Regions from separate parts of the Zea mays genome. Here region 2 is linked to region 1. The links are chromatin contacts, called in public Hi-C maps. All regions are on one chromosome and are shown on one strand. The core of a region is the stretch at or near the end of the contact, and the rest is flanking DNA. Distances in the headings are between cores, read along the strand shown. Region 1 holds the start of LOC100193607. Region 2 holds the start of LOC541870 (chloroplast RNA splicing 1).

Region 1 (5,070 bases), core at 1,897-4,396:
TCTCTCATCCAACGGCCAGAAGTTCCCCCTCCCATGGCCTCCCAAGAACGGCGGCTCGCCCCCTACGGCGGCGCCACCGCCGGTGAGATCCCCCGATCCTGAGTACCGGCGATCACGACCACCATCAACGCGTGCTACACGAAGAGAGAAGGGAGGCGAACAATATAGATGGCTGCTCACCACGAATCGCGCTGCGCCAATCCCTGACCATGGCAGATGGAGGCCAGGCAACAGTGCGAAGTGTTGGCTGCGGCAGTGCCATCCGAGCCTCGACGAAGGATTCCGAGAAGTCCGGCAAGGAGGCAGGGCGACTACCTAACCCGGCGCCGTTGGTGGAGTTCTGTTCAACCGTCCGGTGGCTTGCCAGAGCTCTCCACGACCATGGGAGCGGCGGCTTGGCAGCAGCACCGCACCCCGGCGAGGCATCCACCGCCCCCAGCCGCCGGTCGAGTCTGCAGCGGCGCCAAGGCGAGGGAGGGACGTGCCGAAGAGGTCGACGACGAGCTACAAGCAGGTTGGACTAACGCAGGACGCAATCCAGAAAAGAGGGGCGCGGCCAGAGTTGAGTAGAGGGCAGGGGCACGACGGAGGAGCTTTCCATGGGGGACATGGAGGGATGGCCTTCGATTTTATCTCAGGGTTGAGCCTGACTTTAGGGGGAGAAGCGGTCGACGAGGAGCGAGATGCGCGTGGCGCCCGTACGAACGACCCGAGCTTCGCGGAACCATTCCACCCACCACCTACACAGGAATCAGAGAAGAGATTGTGAGAGGAAACAGGGATGAACCTGACCACGAGGGCCCACCTGTAAGTGCCACTACGACCAGGGCACACACGACATTACTCACCCACACCGCACCCACAACCTGTTTGGGCCGCGCAACAGACGGAATTGAGGTGGGCCGGCCGAGTGCTCTTGGCCCAGCCACAAGCTTGAGTCTTTTTCTTTTTATTTCCTTTTTATTTTATGTTTTCTTTAGCTTTCAAGTTTCAAATCCCAATTCAAACAAGGGTTCTAGTTTCAAATTTAAAATAAATGCACAATCCAAGATCACAACATGAATACTAAATATAATTGTATTTATTTATTTATATGTTGTATTAGTTGTTTTATACATGCTTCAAGTCATATGGTAGGGAATAATCTATACTATATTCATTTTAGGGTTTCATATTTCAAATTTAAGGCACAATCAAGATTTCCAGCATGAATGTGAATTTTGAGTTTATTTATTTATTTCTTATTTAAATGAATACCTCTAGACATACACTTAGTAAAGGAGATATTTACCTAATAGCAAATCTTTATCAAGAGTTACTAAAAAATAGTACCGGAAGGGAAATAGTCCATCCTAACAAATTGAAAACTCTTTTTATTATTTATTTCTTAAAACTTATAACTGAACTTATGTTTCTATTTTATTTTAACTAACATTGATTTAAATAAAAAAATCCCATAGTATAACTATTTATTAGGACATTTTCCTTGGATTTCTTTTACTAATCTCAAAAATCATAATTTTGGGTGTTACAATAACCTACATGTGCTTTTCCACATCCATGACTCACAATAGGTTTTTTAAAAGCTATAACTCAACCAAATACACCTTTAATATCTCATTTGGTAGGGTTGTTTTAGTCGGAGTCGACTCACATTTTTAGAGAAATCATGTTGAATGATTTAATAGATAAGTTAGTTTCTAGCAAAAAATTGCTATGGTCCGTAGAGGAGGTGCCCTCCTCTCGAACAAGTCCTGTGAACAAGCTAACAAAGTATATGTTGAAGTTATTCTAATAAAGTTGCTTGTTGGCGCAACTATGTAAAAAGTTTTTTTCCAGATATATGCTAATATGAAAATTCAGTATTTTAAAGATGTAATTATAATTCGTGATATTCGGTGGTTACCATTGTTCGGTAAGAAAATCTGGTCCGTGCCATTATCTACGTGCGTATAAGGCTCGTTCGAGAAGATGAAAATACCCTTATTGACTCGCCACGATACCGCCACAACCGGCGTCATCGGTGGCCACACTCGTCGGGTGTTGGCGCACCTACAACGATAGCGGTCTACTGCTCTGAGCCATCGTCCTACGCTCGACGAAGGGGCCCTCGTGGCAGCACAGGATGTTGCCGCTCGTCGGGTGGCTGATGTACTAGTACGTGCCGACACAGTGGTGGTCGACAGAAGGGTAGAAACAGTAGAGCAGAAAGTTGGACAACAACAACAACACCAACATGGCTAGCCGCCTAGCTACCTCGCTACCTCTCCCACACGCTTAGGGAAAGAAGCTAGCTGTCCCTCTCTGCAAGGTTCACCCTTGCATGCTCAGGAAGGGTTTGGTTGCTCCCTTTGCCATGCACGCTTGCCTGCTTAGGCTTTCTTTACTTGCGAGCTCGAGATGGCGTTGGGCGCTTTAGGAGCCGACTGTGAAGCATACCGGCCACGAAGAAGAACATGGAAGATGAAGGAATCGACGATGAGAATAACAAGGACCGACGATGAGATAACAGGGACCGCGATCGGCGATGAATCCATTTTGATAGTTATAGAAGGGTAAAAGGACAATACAAATGTACAGTATAAGCACTATCATAGGTAATTGACACGGACCAAATTCTCTAATTGAATAATAGCAACCATCAGATATCATGAATTATAATGGTATATTAGAATACTAAATTTTTATAATGATATATATGTGAGAAACTCAAAGAGAGAGAGAGAGAGCGCGGGTTGCGCCAGATATCATGAATTAGCTAGTATATTAGAATACTAATTTTTTATAATGGTATATATGTTTGAAACTCTAAGAGAGAGCGCGAGTTCTGGCGTAACGCTATCTTAACTGTTGTTGGTGACTAGAGAGGCGTGATACCTATTTTTGGTTTCTATAAAAGATGTGACATGTGAGCTTTAGGCTATTTTTAATAATAATATGTAAATAAGAGTGTAAAATACTGTTTTATATTATAGATGTATTTATTGAAGGGTGAAGTTTGTAACTGAGAGGTGAAACCGACGGATGAGATAGGGAGACTGCTCGATATTCAATTCAACGCACACTGCCACTAGGGCCTTCAGTTCAGCTACATCAGTCAATCCACACACGACACCCCGCACAGCCACACGCGGCCGCGCTGGGAACGAGACTTGGTCGCAGTCGCTCCCGGCTCACGGCTCCTTGCTGCACGCCGTATGCTGTCGCCCGCACCACAAGTCCACGACCAGCACTCCCTTCATAGACCCCCCTCCGGCGAATCCCTCACCAATCCAGCGTTCACACGTCCTTCTTGCTTCAGTCCACTCCAAGGTAAGCCCCAAACCCTAACTTATCTCCGTTTCCGGTGGCATTCGATTTGGGCAGCTAGGGTTCTGTAAAGTTGTTGGATATGGTTAGATCAGGTGGAAGATGCCCAATTTCAGCCACTGGCTATTGAATTTGAGAGACATGGTTACTTGTGCTCTCTACTAGATATTCCGGCCGATTTGTCCTTTTTTTAAAAGCATCAATACGGATTCGATATTTTTTTGAAGCAAATTACTGATTTGAGATTGTTGTTGTACTTTTACAACTTGCTAACGTGACTTTGTATGCTCAACTCACGTATATAGGTTAGGTGGACAATATGTCAAGCTCTAACCAGATGTGTTCTGATGGCAAGTTTGGGAGAGGTAAGCTTTTTGGTTCTTTTCAATTCGTCTTCCTTTCAACTAAGAAAGGAAATACTATAGCGTTCCAAGCTATCTTTTGATGTAGTATGTTGCGTAAATATCCCAAATGGTTAAGTTTGGAACTGCTTTTGATACAGACATAGAATTATGGATATTTTGATTTATGATCAAGACATAAATTGACTTGTGGATTTTTGCAAATGTTTCAGTGACAGTGTTCTTGCTGAGGCTATTTCTTGTTATGTTTTTGCTCTTGCTATCCTCTATATCCTCTATTGCACTATTAGTTTTGATTGTACCTTTTGACAATGCCATGTGGAATTTCTAAGTAATTTGACTTAACACAATCAACTTTGTACTTTAATTTTGCAACCCTTGTGGCATTTGCATTGGACCTAGTCTAGGAGACCTTGATATAATGCACCTTTTTGATACAGCTAATTAGGGCAACCAATTGTGAATGAAAACTTGAAAAGTACACCTTAATAAGCAATTAATGCAGGTCTGTTGCCAGCCATAAATATTGTGAAAATACATCTTAGGTAAAAAAACCTTATGGTCCAACGTAGGTTTACTGCGCAACAAAAATAAGGGGCAGACCCACTGCCGGAGGCTCCCACATGGTTGGGGTATGGAGAAGGGATAAACTGAGGAAAAACCTCTCTCTCTCTCCCCCTGCAAATGCGGAGAGGCTGCTTCGAACTCGTGACCTAGTGACTGAGTGAGACAGCTCTCACCACTGTAACAGGCATGCCTTCTGTGGCAATAATAAGGAATAAAAGAACTTTCTCTTGTCTCCATCCGGTTCCATTTGGCTGTTGTGTTGACCCCCTTACCAGGACTATACACGGAGCCAAATAAGATGAAGGTCACAGGGGTGTGCTACAGCTCAGTGAAGGGCCAGACACCACAAGATCGCTGAATTTGGCTGTGGTGTAGATAGAGACACTAGAGACTTGACCTAGGTAATGGTGGCACCTCCTGATCCGACTCCTTGAAGCTCGATGTGGTTGGTGGGGAGGTCAATCTGGTGACAAGGACCTTCACTCAACTGGAGAGTAGCTCAATCTGGCAGCCAAGAGCTCGATTATTTTGTAGCATTTCTGATTGTGGTGGAGGGGTGTCAGCCATGAAGTATGGGAGCAGGGAAGAGGTGCCTATTTAGGGAAATCGCTGGTAAGGGAATGTGAACATGAAGAGGACCTCTACTGGGGAGCGGAAGCAGAGTGGCCTTTGCTATGATGGGAAGATGAACGCCATAGGGTGTGTTTCGTTTGTCTGCCCCACTCATTCTGCATGGATGAGCCATATAAAGCTGAGCGAGAAGTCTGAAGTCTGTTTGGTTGGCTGCATGCCTGGATGAGCAGATACAATTGCATGAGTGCATACAGGCTGG
Region 2 (5,070 bases), core at 1,462-3,961, 290 kb after region 1:
AAGAACGATCGAACTCAGAGAGGCTGGATTAGTTGGGTTGAGAATCCTAACCCTAATCTTGACTTCAATTGAGGCCAGAACAAGGAAACGTCCCCAATTCCGCTACTTTATGTTGCTAGTAGCTCTAAGGTTTTGGACAACAAATATCGGCTAGAAAAAAGAGGTCTTGATCATATGGAGAAGTGCCTTTTCGCAATTAGAAAAAGGATTCTATTGATCACCTCCTTATTTCTTGTGTCTTTGATCTAGACCAAGCACAAAAGGTCTCATGCTTACATATAAAAGATCTAGTTCGCTTGAGAAAGTCAGGTATTCAGATGCTAACTATGCAAGATGTGTTGGTACGTTGAAGTCCACTTCTAGATATATCTTCACACTGTTGCGGGGTTGTTTCTTACAAGAGTTGTAAACACACATTTGTTGTATCGCTGACAATGCACCATAGTTATTAAGGCGTCCCTAAAACGATGCTAAAGAGTCGCTAAAGCGGTAAGGCGAGGTTGCAGGGCAAGGCGTCGCAGTAGCCTTACTCGCCAGCGCAAGGCATCCGCCTTAGGCTAGAGTGTCGCCTTTGGGGCACAAGGCATCCATAAGGCGTTGGATAGTGGACGCCTTGGCCTTGGGTAGGGTTGGAGAGGGGGTTCAGATGGAGGCGCGGACTGTGGGGTGGCGGCTTTCCTGTCGAGGGCGGTGACATCTCGCTTCTGTTGTCGCGCAGTTGTGCGACCCTCCTACTCCACCCGCCGGTACTCCCTTCCACAGCGGCGCCCTCCCTCTGCGGCGCGCAGGCGCGCGTCTTCCTAGGCGGCGGCTATGTGCGGCACTGCGACTATGCACGAAAGCACGAGAACAGGATGATTAGGGTATAGATGTGGTGGGCTGGTGGCTTTGTTGTGCTTTAAGTGGGCTGGATGGGCTGGACGCTCTCCATCTCTCTTTTTCCTTTTCTTTTTCAATTTTAACATAATAAGGAATAGGGAAGGTGACGGACAAAGGAAAGCTGTGGAAATTTGTAGAAAGTTATCAACAAATTCTACACTATTTGGTCTAAGTAATATACTAATTTTGTATTTTATTATATAATTAAGGCGTCACCTTGTGTTACACTTTACTGCCTAAAAGCTAAAAAAGGGGGGTTGGGTGCCTTATGTCGCCTTACCACCTTAAAAACTATGGAATGCACGCTGAGTTTGTGGCATCATATGAGGCAACTGGGCAAGCGATGTGAGTAATGAAATTTATACCTGATTAAGAGTGATTGGTAGAATAGAAAGACCACCCAGAATGTATTGCGATAATGAGCCAGCAGTATTCTACTCCAACAACGGTATTCTACTCCTAGAACAAGTCAAGTGGTGTTGTCATGTTTGTTGACATTAAGTGATGTTCTTAAGAAGAAAATTCAGGATCAAACCATTTTTTAGCATAGCAAAACCCATCAGATGCTAGCAAATTCGCTCACCAAAGGCCTTCTACCCAGTGTGTTTGGATAGCACATAGTCGACATAGGATTAAAGGAAAGTCTATGATTCTAAATGAAGCGGCTATAGAAACAAACATATAGAACGTTACTCCATTCTGAGGCAGGGGAGCATCTGCATGTTATAGTCAATAAGTTTATTGGCACATAATTGATCATTGAAACGCATTGGTCTTGGTGTGTAAATTTGTCCAAGGGTGAAACATAGAAAGTTAAAAAACAAGAAAATAAAGAAAAAGGGAGAATGTTGGGTGTGTTCTCTAGCTCGGTCAAGGAGGTCGAGCCCGAGTCTATCCTCTCTAGCCAAGTTGCGTCCTGATTAAAGTCGCAAACCCTAATCCTATCCTAGTTGTGGCCTCATTACAGAAGCCAGAAGCGAAGCCTTTTGCCGACAAAAGCCGATACGGTCAGAATCTGAAACAAACACCCACACTTATCAAGTAATGAATGGTCAAACAGGGATCCGGTGACATCCTAAGGACTCTAGAAACTAGCAAGAATAGCCTCATGGTGTTACTCACCTCAAGAATTTCCCTGGCGCGATCCATGGACCGGCGGAGTGGCTCGACTATGCGCACGGCGGCGAGCTCCTCACCACTGGCCCATTCCCTTCGCACCTCCTTGACTACCTCGTCGGTGACTCCGGCCTTCTTGGCCCGCGCCCACCTGCCTATCCCACGCGCCAACCGCCGCAGGCGATGCAGCTCGTGGGTCTCCAGCTCGGTCTCCGCGCGCGTCGGCTCCCGCGGCTTCTTCTCCCGCCGCAGCGCAACCTTGAGGCCCTCGTCCCTAGCAGCCGCCCACGGAACAGCCCGTGACTTCTCCTTCTCAACCACATATTGGCCTGGTTCCCGCGGCGGGGACAGCTCGATCGTAAGGTGGAATGCGGCGGCGGCGGCACCGCTGTTGCTGGTGTGGACGGAATTCGGACTCGGAGCATCGGAGAGCTCGAGGGAGCGGACGCGCCGGATGATGCCGAGGACCGCTCGGTGGGTGCGGCCCCCGGGGACTCCGGCAGTGAGGGGCTTGGCTGCTGTTTTGGTGTTTTTCCTTGCCGGTGCCGGTTTGGGGCTGTCGATGCGGAACTTGGAAGGAGTTGCCTCGGCGGGGAGTGGAGGCACCGGGGGTGCGGAGTCGCGGCTTTGGGTAGAGGACCCGTGGAGCCATGGCGGCGGCGGCGGGGCCTTTAGGGACGGGGAGAAGAGGGGCAGCGGCGGTGGCGCCATGTGGGGGTCCCGTTGCTCACTCCGCCTCACTCATCCGTTCACAACGACCGTGTGCCCAGCGCGTGCGGCTAGGAATCTAGGATGAGTGGTGCCGTGGTGGTCACTGGTCAGGCAGAACCCCCAAGCATCGGATTGGATCTTTAGTTCAGCTAATATATGGCATTATTGATTTTTTTTAAATTTTGACCACTTATCTTATTTAAAATATTTATTCAAAAATATAAAATTTTAAATCAAGCACAAACTACCTTAAATAATAAAATAAATCACAATATAATAAATAATAACTCATTTGTTTTGAACAAGACGAGTGGTCAGAGTTTAAAACTTTGACCACTCGTCTTATTCAAAATATTTATTCAAAAATATAAAATTTTAAATCAAGCATAAACTACCTTAAATAATAAAACAAATCACAATAAAATAAATAATAATTTATTTTATTAATAATACAAGTGGTCAAAGTTTTTTTTAAAAAGTCAACGGTGTTATATATTTATGAACGGTGGGAGTCTAAGATGCTTATATTATACTTTATGTCTTATTTCATCTTCTATCCTTATAAATTTTCTAGAAAAAAAACTTAAAGTGAGATGTCTTTCGAATACCGGCAAAAAATGATGTTGTCGCCTTAAACACTGAGTATAGATGTCTAGTGGGTCGGGTTTGCGAGGCGACCCGAAACCCGACACAGGTTTAGTCCGGCTCAAACTCGGCATAACACGAAGCGAAGCGGGCTCGTGTCGGCCCGACCCAATCACCGGGCCATGCATGTGCCTAAGGCGTGGCACGGCGAGCTAGGCACACCACGACCCGTTTTTTTCATTTTTATACAATATACTTGAATATAGAGTATAAAATACAAGAAACATGCTTGTTTTGTTGGTTATGTGGGTGTAAATAAGTGTTTATAGCTAATAACTATGGTTTAAACCTTCATATATACAGATTTTTAACACAATTTTATCATTTAAACGCCATATACTATTACAGGCACGTTAGTCCCATCGGGTGTGGGTCGGCCCGGCACAGTTAATACCTTAACGTGTCGTACCTAGGCCTTGCTCGAGGTCCGTGGGCTGACACGGCACGACCCGCTTTCTAATTCAGGTCGGGCCGGCACCATCCCAACCCGTGTTGGGCCTAGCCGGGATCGGGCCAGGTTGACCCGGCCCACCCATTTAGGCATGTATACTCATGAGGAGAGGGCAATGAGTTCATCCATCGCCAATTAGGGTGATGAGACATGATCCCATCGTTCTAGGTCTTTGATTTGTAAGGTAGTTTATAGTGATTTCATATCCATTTAATAGTGTATCATATCAACATTTTAGATGACAGGATGAGACATTTTAGAATTGTAATCATTTAAGACTAGGTAATGTTTTTTTGCTCACGGACATTGAATGTGTTGTCATGGAGCTCATGTAATTTTAGCCAAATCCATTAGCAGTTTTTAATGTGAATATTTGATTGAAAAATTTCATGCTAAAAGATTCATACAAGCAATTTTTGGCTCAAGCATTCAAATGAATTTCTTTTTCCTCACTCGTGGTGAGTTCTCGAGATTTTTGGGGGGTTTCATCCTTGTTGGGGTGAAGGCGAAGACGCTACCCTTCGCTCGATGCCTTCGCCAATCTCGCTGCACCAACGGAGGCGAAACGACCGACGTCCACCCTTCGTCCACTACACTACAAGACGAAGGCCTACGACGAGGTCGCCCCGTCCCGCCTTCTCGTCCAACCCGGAGGCCCACGAGGAATTCAGCCCGTTATAACAGGCCCCGCGAGGCTAAGTGTGTTACGGGCCCGATTTGTAATAGCTTTTCTGTAATGGCAGTCTGTAACCCTCCTTTATAGGAATATTTCGGGTATAGTCCAGGTGCCTGAGGGTACATGCGTCTTTGCATTGAGACGTTGGGCACTCAGGCACCTATAAATACCCCCGTATAGTGCCCTTGAGAGGCTGGATTAACAGAGCTATTGCCATCTCGAGTCGAAACCTTGTTTGCGTTGCTTTCACTCCCCCGTTGGATCAACTTGCCCAAGAGAGCAAGTTCCAACATTTGGCGCCCACCGTTCGTGCTACGAAAAAAACACCCGCGATGGCACTCAAGAGAGCTAGCTCGAAGGCAGCCCCATCCGTTGACGAAGCAGCGAAGGCAGCGCTGCTGGCCAAGAAAAAGGGCAAGGCCCTTGTCGACACCACCCACCAAGAAGCTGCGAAGACGACACACTCAGCAAGAGACAACGCAATGATCAACCTACATCCGAAGGCACCCTCCGCACCTGCAGCTCCGGAGGACAACCGCAACCACCCCCAGGCTTCGCTCCACTAGAGGGCGAGGACGCCACTGAGGATGGA

Evidence for each region. A called contact is a pair of places that touch in the nucleus more often than the background predicts.
Region 2: a Hi-C map of ear shows a contact between it and region 1, with 2.1 times the contacts expected there. The contact joins the promoter of LOC541870 here to the promoter of LOC100193607 in region 1. A contact is called at or near these places in 2 of 25 Hi-C or Micro-C datasets (ear and tassel).

The regions. Positions count from the first base shown.
Region 1 is chr1:225,633,524-225,638,593 of Zm-B73-REFERENCE-NAM-5.0, forward strand. It overlaps LOC100193607, which reads left to right and starts at 3,147. Exons shown (of 7, transcript NM_001138709.1): 1 at 3,147-3,312; 2 at 3,615-3,674. The coding sequence starts at 3,629.
Region 2 is chr1:225,921,953-225,927,022 of Zm-B73-REFERENCE-NAM-5.0, forward strand. It overlaps LOC541870 (chloroplast RNA splicing 1), which reads right to left and starts at 2,712. Exons shown (of 9, transcript NM_001111538.2): 1 at 2,002-2,712. The coding sequence starts at 2,706.